Regions from separate parts of the Sus scrofa genome. Here all the other regions are linked to region 1. A link is a contact called in public HiChIP or PLAC-seq data. All regions are on one chromosome and are shown on one strand. The core of a region is the stretch at or near the end of the contact, and the rest is flanking DNA. Distances in the headings are between cores, read along the strand shown.

Region 1 (4,127 bases), core at 1,407-3,906:
GGCATCTTCCTCTCTGGGATTCTAGTGCTTGCTCTTGCCCCTGTTTGGCATATATGTCAACATCGTATTTATTTGAATATGTTACCCCTTCTGGCCTGTCAGCATGTTCTATTCTTTTCTTAGATCCTCAGTATTTAGCATAGTATCAGGCTAGGGTGAGGGCCTAGTTAATATTTGTTGAATGAATGAATAAAAGGTGGCATACCTGTGATTATTCTCTAAGTGTAGTGTGCGTGTATAAACATTTGTCCATTAGCAATAAACAGGATATCAGATAGTGGAGCATTTGGGCTTCCTATTTTGTTGGATAATTGAAAAAAAAATGCATACATTTAATCACTCAGTTCCATGTAGTATAACTCTGTTTTTTAATGGGTAAATTGCAGGTGCCTCTCTTTAAAAATAATTTCCTTAAATGTGATAAGGTTTATTTTTTGGCTCATATTTGTTAGATTATTATAGTGTTTTAAAATATCTGGCTTAGATCACGTAAAATTTTTAAATTATACTTTAAGCAGCTATTAGCATAATGATATTATCTATTAATAGAGATTCCTACAGGAGTAAAGGTACCTGCAATTTACATGAAATCAGAAAAGTGGTGTGATTAGTAGCATCACAACAGACCCAGCATGACTGTTGTAATGACTGCATTTCCCGTCACTGTAATTATCTCCTAAAACTTTTATTGGGGACATTGATTGCCATTTGCTCACTCATTCACTTTGACAAAGTGGACTGATGAACAAATGCCAGGAGTGAACCAGTGGCCATGCAGGGCCTGTGGCAAATAGGCACTGGATGATTACCAAATGAACTGTTCACATTGGCCAGGACAGTTTGACCTTTCTGGGTTCAAAATAAATGAAAGATTTCATATTTCTTTCAATTACCAAGATTTTAAGTGAAGAAGATAAATGAGAGATGGTGATTTTCAAAGAGAAAATGTGAAATGCTGACTCGTATTGGAAGGACATGAGGCACAAGTCACGTCTCGCCTGTCGGCGTCCTTCTGTTCACCTGTTTGAGGGAAGGGATTTGGCTTCTTGAATCCGTCCACTTCTCTCCTTGTTCAGGGTCAGGTCTGTAAGCCAGGCTGCCATCAGCTCTCCTGTGGACTACTTCAGCTGCCTTCTAACTGCTCTCCCCGCTTTTCACTGCACCACTCTCCAATTTTTCTCTCTCCTGCAGACAAAGGACTCTTCCTAAACAGCAGATCTGATCATGTCACTCCGCCTGCTTAAAGTACTTCTCTGACTCCCCAGATCTTTATTCTGGTTTATAAGGCCTTTCGTTATCTGATCCACACTTAGCCCTGCAGCCTTACATGGCTCACCACACCCCTGTGGAATGCTTCATATACCCCAGCCACAAGGATCCAGAAGGGCTCTCCTTTCTGACCCTGGCCTCCACTCTCCTCCTCTCTTTGGTTTAACTTCCAATCACCTTCCAGGCTTAGGTGTTCCCCTGGCACTCCAAGGGCATCCTTAACTCCTCTTTTTTCACTTACCACACTGTTCCGAAATTGCCTCTTGACTTGTCTGCTTCTGCTGTTAATTCGATGAGAGCAGAACTGGGCCTGTCTGGTTCATCTTGTATCCTTAGCATTAAATGTGGAGAGAAGACAGCCAGACATGATGAAAGAGGGAGCGACTCTTTTTTCCAACTTTGCTTGTAGCTGCTCTTAAGTCAGGTCAAAGGCAAAATGTTAATGTAGCCCCAGTATCTATTTCTAGGTATGGCTCCACACTTTCCCTGTACAAGTGGGTTTTCTTTTTGGAAGATGGGTCAAAGGATGGAATGAAAAGTGAGACTGTGGTTCTAATTGGTTGTTGTGAGTATAGAAAATGTAAATGTGGGTGAACGCGTTTGGTCTATTTCTCCCAGACCCAGACGGGAAGGACCTCGAGCACACACCCGTGCCTGTGTGGGTATCTGGGTGTATTGTGTTGCTCAGCATGGAGATGGGTTAGCTTTGTTAGAAATTAATGCCTGTGAGTTCTTCTGATAAAGCAGTTGCTGAGCTCTGCTTTCTCTGCCAAAGAATGACCTATGTGTGTCAAAATGGTATGTTTCAGAAAGAAAAAAGTCACAAATCCTGGAAGGTTACCCTGAGATATCTATTCATTACTATAGCCCAGATTTAATGACTAGAAAAGAGGTGGTTTTTTTTTTTTTTTAACTCTTTGAATGTGGCTGTACATGTGTGCATATGTGATTAGCATTGGCTCAAACCAATTTAGAAGAATGTAGCTTATATCAAGAAAGTAAAATTGCAGAATATGAAAGAGGTAACCTGGGATATCCAGTCACAGATAGGCTGTGGGATTGTAGTTTGATTTTTTTTACATTCTTAAAAATTATTTTGAATACACATTTTTTCCCCAAAACTTTTTCTCCCACCATCTCCCCACAGCCCCAATGAGACTTCTTTGGAGGTAGGCCAGACTTTGCTGTGCCCTTCTCTCGGTCACAGACTAGCAGATAATTGTGGAAATGTTCTCTTGACGTTGCTTAGCCCCGTGACTGCAACAGGCACCTGAAGCTGCATGGCTCCCTTTGTCTCACGAATAGTACAAATTGGGTAATGCATTTGAGCAAGGCTGGCGGATTCCTGCCAGGATGAAGGCAGAATCAGAAGCAAAGGAAATCTAAAAGATGCCTGTTTCACTTCCTCCCTGCACTTCCCTGTGCTGGGTCCACACAGTCTGATGCAAACACCTAGTAAGCTGGCTTGCTGATAAATCACAGAGCAAGGTGATGTGTCTTTGCATTTCTTGAAAAACAATCAGATGGTGAGAGCCTGCCACTCGTTGCTGGCAAGAACTTTAGTGATTTGTAGCCACCCAAATAATCTCTTCTTTTCCACTTTTCTGTTTGGGGCTTTAAGATGTATCTTGTTTCTTTAAGCAAAACAGCTGACTTGACTTGTGTCTGACTTCTGGGAATAATTGAATTCTTCTGGCGGGGGCTGAGTAACCAGAGAGCAGCAAATGAAAATTTCACTCTGAAACACACCCACACTCACCCACATGCAGACATGTGGGCTCGGCCACAGAGCTCTCTGTGGTTTAGGGAGAGAGATTTGGGGAATATTCATGTATTATTTGCCTTTTTAATTTCCCAGCCTATTTTAGGGGTCAAATCTATAAATCTCAACATGGAAAGTGGGAAAGTGAAACTTTATATGGTCAAGAGGCATGTGGATTTTTAAAAGTTGAGAAACATTGTGACAGAGAAGTAGGGTCATTTAGTGATCTCGCAGCCCTGCTTTGATGGAAAAACCATGCTCTGGTAGAGGAGGAAGTCAGAGCGGCAAAGAAACTAACAATATTTGAATGTTCACTTCCTCTTGACGCACTTTGAGTGAATCGGCATATGTAATTCTCACAACAAAGCTGCTATTCCACCTATTTTTACAGATGATGAAGATAAGGATTCGAAAGATTTAATATGCTCAGGTACATCCATCTGGTAAGAGACAGAATTGGGACTTGAACCCAGATTGCTCTGATGTCAAATATAGCTCCAATTATATCACTTTAAACCACTGGGGCGGGGTGGGGGGGGAGGATCTACAACCTACATAACTATGGACTGTGGAGTTGCTCCTCTACTTGTCACAGCAGCGTCATTTCTCTTGCTCCCTTGCCCTCCTGTCTCCCTGAAAGGTTTTGAAAGGCTCATTACTGCTGGGTAGCTCCAGGGAACATCCCCAGTACAGCAGACCTGCCTTCCTTTCGAAGTTGGACATGGCACCAGCATGCGCGTCTTTACACAGAATTAGGAAGGAACATTTTTTTTTTTTAAGATTTGTATTTTTTTTTACAGCAGTTTTTAGGTTCATGGCAAAATTGAGAGGAAGTTGCAGAGATTTCTCATCCCCCCATTCACAGCCTTCCCCATTATCAACATCCCACACCAGAGTGATACATTTGTTGCAACTGATGAGCCCACATGGACACATCATTATCACCCAAAGTCCAGGGGTTTACATTAGGGTTCAGTCTTGGTGGTGTACATTCTATGGTTTGGGATGAACGTATAATGACGTATATCCATCATCATAGTGTTGTACAGAGTATTTTCGCTGCCCTAAAAATCTCTTATGTTCCACCTATTCATAA
Region 2 (4,546 bases), core at 1,540-4,039, 280 kb after region 1:
AATCACTCACTGGAATTCATTACTGTGATTATGAACTTACATGGTGTTTGAATCCCCTTACTGCTGTGTACACACTCTTCACTTGTACTCAGCTTCTCTTGTAGGAGGGAAATAATGATTCCTCATATTGAATTCTCAATTGGTCATGAGCCTGTTGAAACTAGTATCGGTATTTTAAAAAGAGCAACAAAAGATACATCTCCCTTCTCTGATATAGGTAATAAGACATTTTATGTTCCTAGTGTTCAGGAGAGAGTATCAGAAAATCAATATGAATAAATTCAAGTACACAGAGGATTCAACCTATTTGAAAATGTAGTGTATGGCAGAATGACGGTATGCATTATTAAATATTTTTTACTTCCCTCACATGTAAATATTAGCATGAAGAAAAGGTACCATAGGCTCCTTACAAATTTAGTCAGAAGGCGATTTGCTGGCTTTTTTGTGTTTTTTTTTTTTTTTCTTCATTCTTTGTTGTTGTTGTTTAGTGTCTCAAGGCTTATAGCTAATCTGAATTTGAAACTAAATACTGTCATTACAGAAGATTTTTTTTCTGAGTTCTTCCAATTTCTCTGGGGACAAAATAATGGCTGCTTGAAGCAGTGGAGAAACAGTAATTAGGGCAAATAGTAATACTGTGCATGATTGAAGAAAATGTGAGGAAGGGAGGGAGAAAATGCAACAGACAGACTTGTACAGCCTGTTACTAGGAAACCACATCAGCATTAAATACAGTGTGCTAATTGGCTATCCTGTTTCTGCCTGGGTACCAGCCTGGGCCTGCTACACAGCTGTTTCTGCTCTTTCTGGTTGCTAGGTAACTGCATCAATTTTTTTTTCCCCCTCTTTGTATTCTGGAGGCTAATTGGCTACTTCTGCTCCTGGTGTTGCTGCTGGGTACCAGTCTGGGCCTGCTGCTCTGCTGTTTTCCAAAGGGATTTAATGGGGGGAGGGGAGGAAAAAGGGAAAGGAAGATATGCCGGCAATTAATGGAGCGTAAGTGCAAATTCTACACAATGTCTGGCACCTGCGTCCCCTCAGCCTGCTTTCTCAACTAAATCCTTTAGCTATGAAAACACATTAGAATCTTCAAGTCTTTCTTCTCCCTGCTTACCTTTTGAATATAGTTTAAAAGAAACAAGATATTTGAAGGCATTACTTCAATGATGGATTTGATCTTCTTAAGAAAGAACTGGCAAATTATTACACATCTGTAGCTGATATGGACACTAATAGAATTTGTGCAGACATTAAAATTTCTAACTTAATAACAAAGCAGCATCTTTAACATCTTAAGGAGAATGCCATTTTATCTCTCAAATGGACCAAATTCTCTTGTAGCCATTCTTCTTGATACCATACAGAGTATAAAGAAATCAAATGGACTTAAAAGCAATTATGAGATTTTCCCAGCTGTTTTATTCATTAAGAAGAAGTAAAGGGAAGCATCTAGACCGTTGAATTTCCATTATGGATTTCATTCCTCGGATGTGTGTAGCACATGTCCTAAGTACTTTTTTGGTGATACCATCGCATTTTTACATAGAAATAAGCATCTGATTTTTTGCTTGCACATCTGATTTTTCTTTCCTTATAGCAAACAAGAAAATGGAGTACAACATAAACCTAAAACCAGTTTTTGTGATTTTTTTTAAAGCATAATTACTTTCCATATTATTCTATTTCCTAAGTAGAGGTTTCCATTTCATCATTATTGAAATTCTTCCTGGAAGTGTGGGGAGGAAGATTCTTCAGAAATGAACTGATGCTTCAAGGAGTTTGCACTTGAAATGGTTGAGAAAGTGTATGTAAATTGAGGCCCCTGGAAGAGCCAACTTCATCCCCCTGGGAAAAAAGCCTGTTTTATTGAGAAAAACTAAGAGCATGTTGTGTGACTGTGCACAGAAATAGTTAGCAAAGGCAACTCTTACTTGATGCTAATGGCTGGTAGTGGTTTCCCATACTAATGAGATCTGTCCTCCTCGATCGAAAGTAAAACAGGAGAAGCTCTCTTCTGAGCCACAGCCCTGCCAGTAGTAAGGAGATCAGATCAAGCCCTATGGAATCATTGCTGCTTCAAGTATCCTTAAAATAGGTAGAAGGCTTCAAACCAGGCTAGGATGATGGAATGAAGAATGCAGTATTCCACAGATCTTAAGGAAACCAGCTAGCCATTAGTAGTGATTGAACTCCAGATGAAAACCTCGTTATCAGAGGATAACTACAGAGCAGGTATGCATAGATATTATTTCTCTGTCTAATAAAAGGACCCGTTGTTAATCTTTTTGAAATATCATGGGTCAACTGAGTACCATGCTGTCAACTGAAGCAGGATATGGAGCACAAACCCAAGGAAATCCCAGCTGTTTTTGTCCATTGCTCCTCACTCATCGATTGGATGTGGTTACGTAGCTTCATTTTGATTCTGATGAGACCTGAGAAGCCCAAGGCACGGGTCTTGGAAGGCGGAAGCTGTCACGGTTTGCCCCAGCCGTAAACAAACACCAGTACCCACTTTCCTAGCTTCCCGCATTCCTGCTCTTCAGGTGGGCAGATTTTTATTCTTTGTATGTGTCCACCTTTAAAGCAATGGTGAGAGTGTCAGCATGCTCTGGGGGCTAAGGAAAGGAGGTGTTTCACGAAGCTGCTTCAAACGTTCAATTCTCTTCAGGCACAAAAGGCCTGCTTTGCTAATTCTCATCTGCACACAACATTGCTACTGCTTGTGTGAGGTCCATCCACTGACAAACCTGGAAAAGAGAAGTCTGGCGGCTGCCAGGAGCCTAGCAGGACTGCTGCTAACCCATGGCATGCCTTTGTGCAAATGAAAAAAACCACTCCCCTTCCTTAGGGGCAGAGGCAGCCGTGTGCTTGAGAGGCAGGGCTGGATTCGGCCCCCTCAGCCCTTCAGCTGGACACCCTGTGCTCACAACCTCACGTGGCCGCCTGCACCCCAGGGGAGCTGATCTGCTCAGCGGGCCTTGCCTGACCCTTCAAGAACTTGAGAAGCTAATGAGGTCTGGCAGGAACATGAAAGTCGTGTGACTGTTCCAGGGAGGCGTTGGGACCTCCTTTCGATGGCTAAAGAGGCCAGCCATTGTGTGTGAGAGCAAACCTTTTAGCCCAGCTCTTTGCACATGTGACATCATTAGGTGCCTAATGCAGTGGTTCCCAACCTGGGCCCATTTTCTCCCTCGGGGGACCTTTGGCGATGTCTGGAGATATTTTGGGTTGTCGCCTTTTGGAGGAGGGGTTGCTACTGGCATCTGGCAAGTGGAGGGCAGGGATACTGGCAAACATGCTACAGTACACAGGGCAGCCTCCACAGCCGAGAACCATCCAGCCCCAAATGGCCAGGATTGAGAAAGCCTGGCCTAACGCAACCCAAGCCATCTTTCATTTCATCTCTTTGGGTTACTCTTGCACCACTTGCCAAATGTTTCCTCATCCTTTTAAGACTACTGACCAAGTGCTGCCTTCCCTTTTGTGCTCTTTGAAAAATTGACTAAGTATCACTATTGTATAATTTATTTTTTCTGTCTGGTAGACAATTTGCTGTACCCACCCCCACCCCCAGCTCCCTTTGCTTTCTAGAATTAACATTCATGCTTATAGCTCCTCTCAAATGACATCCCCTCCCCTCTTGCTGTAGGCTCCTGACCTGTAATAATTTGCGATTTCGCTGAGGCAGGGATTTAAATCGCATGGGCCGCCAGGCTGATAGGTGGGAGAGAGGCTTTTAGCCAGGAAATGGGTCTAGCTGACCAGGCACTAACGATCATTTTCTACCTGTCCTCTCACGTACAGCAGCCTCGCCAAATTATAACAATGGTTTTCTTATTATCAAACAGAAGGTTGACTGTTAGGGCACAAATAAGTTTGGGAATAAGTGTTTTCAGTCGGAAAATAGAACTTGCATGTGGAAACCTGTATTGCACTAGTATGTGCTTCCTCAGTCCGTTTCCTCATTCATGGTCAGGTTCTCACCAGCACCTGGAGGAGAGTACCCTGATGCATTTTGAGTTCTCAGGGAGGAAGGTGCTACCTCAGGTAAAAAGATTTTAAGTGGCATTATCTGCCAGACACGTACTTTCTGCTTGCATTTTGTCAGGAGATGTGAATTATGCATTGGCCCTTTCAACTGCATTCACATGCATAGAAAATAACTTTGTCAGACGTGTCATCCCCAGATACAATGGACAATATGCTATTATAATTGTGTGGAGATAATACTGCTGACATTATTCCTCTCATACATGTGAATGTGGCTGTAGGGAGGACGTGACATCTGTGTCTTTCACACAGATTAGCTTATCCCTTGCCACTTGGAGAGATTGTGATTAGTGAGCTGGCCTCCTGGGGTCATGGTAAGTGTCATGTTTGGGATCACAGTTGTTATCAGACCTTAGTTTTAGGTCCAGTAGGGAATTAGTAATATTTATCTTGATGACCTGAAGAGGCAATGGTTATTTAGTCAGCTCCCCGGAGCAGATGTGCTAAAGAAAGGGTAGGCTGAGGCATTCCTACTCAGATTGGCCTTGGG
Region 3 (4,320 bases), core at 1,480-3,979, 330 kb after region 1:
ATTCTTGATGACACGGGTTTGATCCCTGGCACTGCTCAGTGGGTTAAGGATCCGGCGTTGCCGTGAGCCGCGGTGCAGTTTGCAGACTTGGCTCTGATCTGGTGTTGCTCTGGTTGTGGTGTAGGCTGGCACCTGCAGCTCCAATTTGACCCCTAGCCTGGGAACCTCCATATGCCGTGGGAGTGTCTCTAAAAGGAAAGAAAAAAAAAAAAAGATTTGGGGGTGGGGAGTCAGAAAACTTTTCAGGACTGATCTATGAGCATCAAGAGAAAAGCTGCAGCAATGGGAGGAAAAAAAACATAATTCCATTACAGTAAGGACAAAGATGAATTTCCTTATCAATTTATGTCTGAAGGATCACGAAAAGGGTCCAGGAAGAAAGGACGGTGGATGAGGAGTCAGGAGACATTTTCCCCGCTCGCTCTGACTATGCCTCTGTGAGCCGCGTGACCTGAGGCAAATCATTTAACATTTCCAGGCCTCGCTTTGCCTTTCTTAAAAAATAAAAAGAATAGATTAGCTGATTCCTAAATGCCTTCCTCTCCTTAAATTCTGTGATCATATAATTTTGAGGAATATTTGATATAGAAATCATAGACCAGCAAAAGAATTTGAATGGTTCAAAGAAGTATTCATGTTTCCATTCATTCTTGTAGTTCATTAAACAAAAATTAATAATTTTAATGTTTTAGTTAATTAACGAACATTTGAATGCTAGCTAATCTCTGGGGCTAGGCTCTGGATATGCAAATGGCACCAAGCAGATATGATCCCTGCATTCACAAAATGCACTATTCAGCCCATTAAGGAAAATCTTCTCATCTACTTGGCAGTATTTCTGAGATAAACCTTCTTTTTAGGTTTAATGCTGTTTTCTTCTTTCGAACTCTTCATACACTAACGATCTATAGTTTCTTTCTCTTTGTTAGACAAAAGAGAAAAGGGATGAAAGCCTTCTCTCAGTGAGACAATATGAAACTCTTACCTTCAGCTGCTAGAGAAAAACATGACATGACAAGGTAGAGAAAAATGGTCCACCTTGTCCATTTCCTTCTTTGTCAGGTCTTTTTTTTTTTTTTTTTTCTTTTTTTTTTTCTTTTTGTCTTTTTAGGGCTGCACCTGTGGCATATGGAGGTTCCCAGGCTAGGAGTCTAATTGGACCTGCAGCTGGCGGCCTACACCAGGGCCACAGCAATGCAGGATCCAAGCCGAGTCTGCAACCTACACCACAGCTCACGGCAACGCCGGATCCTTAACCCGCTGAGCAAGGCCAGGGATCGAACCTGCAACCTCATGGTTCCTAGTCGGATTTGTTAACCACTGAGCCATGACGGGAACTTCCTGTCATGTCTTTTCTAACAGGAGTTTCTCTCTAGGTTCAAGATAAGTTCCAAAAGCATTGGAAGACTTTATATTCGAAAATAAATGTAAAAGCATTGTGGAATACAAGCAGACACTAATTATGAATTTTCCTTGAGGGTGACCATCCTGGTCTCTCTTAGTCACTTGAAGATCATTTCAAGAATGACAGAAGTCAACGGGGACCTGCTGTGTAGCACAGGGAACTCTACTCAATACTCTGTGATGTGGGGAAAGAATCTGAAAAACAGTGAATGTGTTTATAACAATATCACTTTGTTGCACAGCAGAAATTAACACAACACTGTAAATCAACTACACTTCAATGCAATTTTTAAAAATGGAGAGCAGTTCCCGTCGTGGCGCAGTGATTAATGAATCCGACTAGGAACCATAAGGTTGCGGGTTCGGTCCCTGCCCTTGCTCAGTGGGTTAACGATCCGGCGTTGCCGTGAGCTGTGGTGTAGGTTGCAGACATGGCTTGGATCCCGCGTTGCTGTGGCTCTGGCGTAGGCCGGTGGCTACAGCTCTGATTTGACCCCTAGCCTGGGAACCTCCATATGCCGTGGGAGCGGCCCAAAGAAATAGCAAAAAGACAAAAATAAATAAATAAAAAATAAAAATAAAAATGGAGAAAAAGAGGAATGGAAGGAATGAATCCATGGCATTGATGCGACTTGGGTCTGGCATATGTTACCTGCTCCCTAGATGCTGCTGTCATTACCAGTACTAATAGAAAGCTGGCACGTTTCGGGGGCAGCTTCTTAGATCTGAGTCTAATCTTAGTCCTTGAGAAAATAGACCTACTGCTCAACCTCACCCCAGGTCTTGGACTTGGGGGGCCTCTGCTCTCACACCAGGGGAGAAGCGACAGCAGAGGGGCTATGGCCTCTCTCCTTTTCCCTGCAGCCGCCTCAAGGCCGTGCCCCCCAGTCCTCCGCCAGGGACTTGCTAGGCAGGCTGGGGGGCCAGTGTTTCCTAGGTTCAGTCCTGCTCTTTCTCCGGAGACATCATGCCCCCAAAGCGAACCAGTGTGTTCTCCAAAAACACAACCCCCCCGTGGAAATGTTTGCCTTTTTCTTTGCTAAGTGTTATGCTTTCCATATTAGAGGTCTGATTTCCTGCCATTCTTGGAGAGTACCGGGAGGAAGAAGGGTCCGGAAGCTCGGCCCAGAGGGGAGCAGTGATTAAGCGCCCACTCATTTCCGTCCTTTTCCTTCGCAACTGCGGGAAAGGGTTTTGAGGTGTTTCTTCTGCATCGGTTATTTTTGTACAGAAAGAACAGTGGCTTTGTTAAGGGATCCCAGATGATATGCACGGAAGATGCAGCGATTTCCCTTCGGTTCTGTCACTCGCCGGCAGGGTGGCTTTCCGGAGCACCGGCTCTCGGGCCAGCTTCCTCGGCCGGTCAAAGGAGACAATACTCGCTTGTTAAATAACTTGGATTTCCTTCCAAATAAAATGTCAGGCAAATCTAACGTACTATTATTATTGCAAAAGGCTTCTCTCTTGGGAAGTAGCACTCCGCGAGAGGTGAAGAAAAGAAAGGGCAATCCTGAGAAGGGAAAGACACCAGACAGCCTCACGGAAGAATATTCTGAGCTGTTCTCCTCCCCCACTACCCCTCCCCTCCCCTCCCTCCCCTTCCTCCCCTCCCTCCCCTCCCCTCCCCTCTCTTTAGGAGGAACTTGATCGTCGTTTTCATCCCCCAATCACAGGCTGCAGTACTTACAATAGTAAAGCTGTTCCAGGGCAATGGACCTGATGGATTTGTCCTGATTCGTTTAGATTTTTGATTTAATTTTTTTATTGAGGTATGCTTGATTTGCCATGTGTTAGCTTCAGGTGTACAGCACAGTGATTCAGCGTGATATATATACGTATATATATTTTTCAGATTCTTTTCCCTTAGAGGTTATGACAATATATGGAGTATAGGTCCCTGTGCTACACAGTAGGTCCTTGTTGGTTACCTGTTTTATGCATCATAGTTTGTACATGGCGATCCCAAACTCTAGTTTACCCACCTCACCACCTTTTCCCCTTTGGCAACCTAAGTGTGTTTTCTATGTCTGTGCGTCTATTTCTGTTTCGTAAATAAGTCATTTGTATCTTTTAAAAAAACTTATTAGAGTGAAGTTAATTTACAGCGATGCGTTAGTTTCAGGTGTACAGCACAGTGAATCACATGTGTATATATATCCATTTTTTCTCAGATTCTTTTCCCCTATACGTTATTATAGAATATTGAATAGATATCTCTGTGCTATACAATAGGTTCTTGTTATTTATGTTTTGTATACAGTCATGTGTATAATTTTTTTAGATTCCACATGTAAGTGATATCATATGATATTTTTCTTTCTTTGGCTTACTTCACTTAGTATGATAATCTCTAGGTCCATCCACGTTGTTGCAAATAGCATTATTTCGTTCCTTTGTGCCGCTGAGTAAAATTCCATTGTATACATATGCTATATCTTCTTTACCCATTCATCTGTCAGTGGATACTTAGGTTGCTTCCATGTCTTGGCTCCTATAAATAGTGCTGCTATGGACATTGGGGTGCATGTATCTTTTCCAATTATGATTTTCTCTGGATACGTGCCCAGGAGTAGGATTGCAGGATGGCATGATAGCTCTATTTTTAGTTTTTAAAGGAACTTTCATGCTGTTCCCCATGGTGGCTGCACTAATTTACATTCCCACCGACAGTGTAGGAGGGTTCCCTTCTCTCCAGGATTTATTATTTGTAGGCTTTTTAATGATGGTCATTCTGACCAGAGTGAGGTGATACCTCATTGTAGTTTTCATTTGCATTTTTCTAATAATGAGTGATTTTTAATAACAGCTCTCCATAGATACAAAATAAAGAGAAACTATTCTAGTGTTCACTAGTGAAATAATAGAGTAATGGAGAAGGTTATACCCTCTTTGATTAGTTTTAATAGCTTGTCAATA

The links. HiChIP or PLAC-seq counts read pairs in DNA pulled down with a chosen protein or histone mark.
Region 2: an H3K27ac HiChIP or PLAC-seq map of alveolar macrophages shows a contact between it and region 1. The contact joins two enhancer-like sites. A contact is called at or near these places in 2 of 47 Hi-C or Micro-C datasets (embryonic fibroblasts and epiblast stem cells) and 1 of 2 datasets of contacts at active chromatin or transcription factors (alveolar macrophages).
Region 3: a contact with region 1 is called in an H3K27ac HiChIP or PLAC-seq map of skeletal muscle, with 5 times the contacts expected there. The contact joins two enhancer-like sites. A contact is called at or near these places in 2 of 47 Hi-C or Micro-C datasets (embryonic fibroblasts and liver) and 2 of 2 datasets of contacts at active chromatin or transcription factors (alveolar macrophages and skeletal muscle).

The regions. Positions count from the first base shown.
Region 1 is chr15:110,597,925-110,602,051 of Sscrofa11.1, reverse strand. No RefSeq gene overlaps it. Among named protein-coding and RNA genes, the nearest start is that of CREB1, 110 kb to the left of the region's middle. Within about 2 kb of position 2,656, at least 30 of the 83 cell types and tissues checked have an H3K27ac peak or open chromatin away from gene starts, as enhancers often do. A contact at or near this core is called in alveolar macrophages and skeletal muscle, where this site is marked.
Region 2 is chr15:110,316,979-110,321,524 of Sscrofa11.1, reverse strand. The region is part of intron 2 of KLF7 (Kruppel like factor 7); the gene reads left to right. Among named protein-coding and RNA genes, the nearest start is that of KLF7, 60 kb to the left of the region's middle. Within about 2 kb of position 2,789, at least 8 of the 83 cell types and tissues checked have an H3K27ac peak or open chromatin away from gene starts, as enhancers often do. A contact at or near this core is called in alveolar macrophages, where this site is marked.
Region 3 is chr15:110,268,975-110,273,294 of Sscrofa11.1, reverse strand. No RefSeq gene overlaps it. Among named protein-coding and RNA genes, the nearest start is that of CPO, 110 kb to the right of the region's middle. Within about 2 kb of position 2,729, at least 24 of the 83 cell types and tissues checked have an H3K27ac peak or open chromatin away from gene starts, as enhancers often do. A contact at or near this core is called in skeletal muscle, where this site is marked.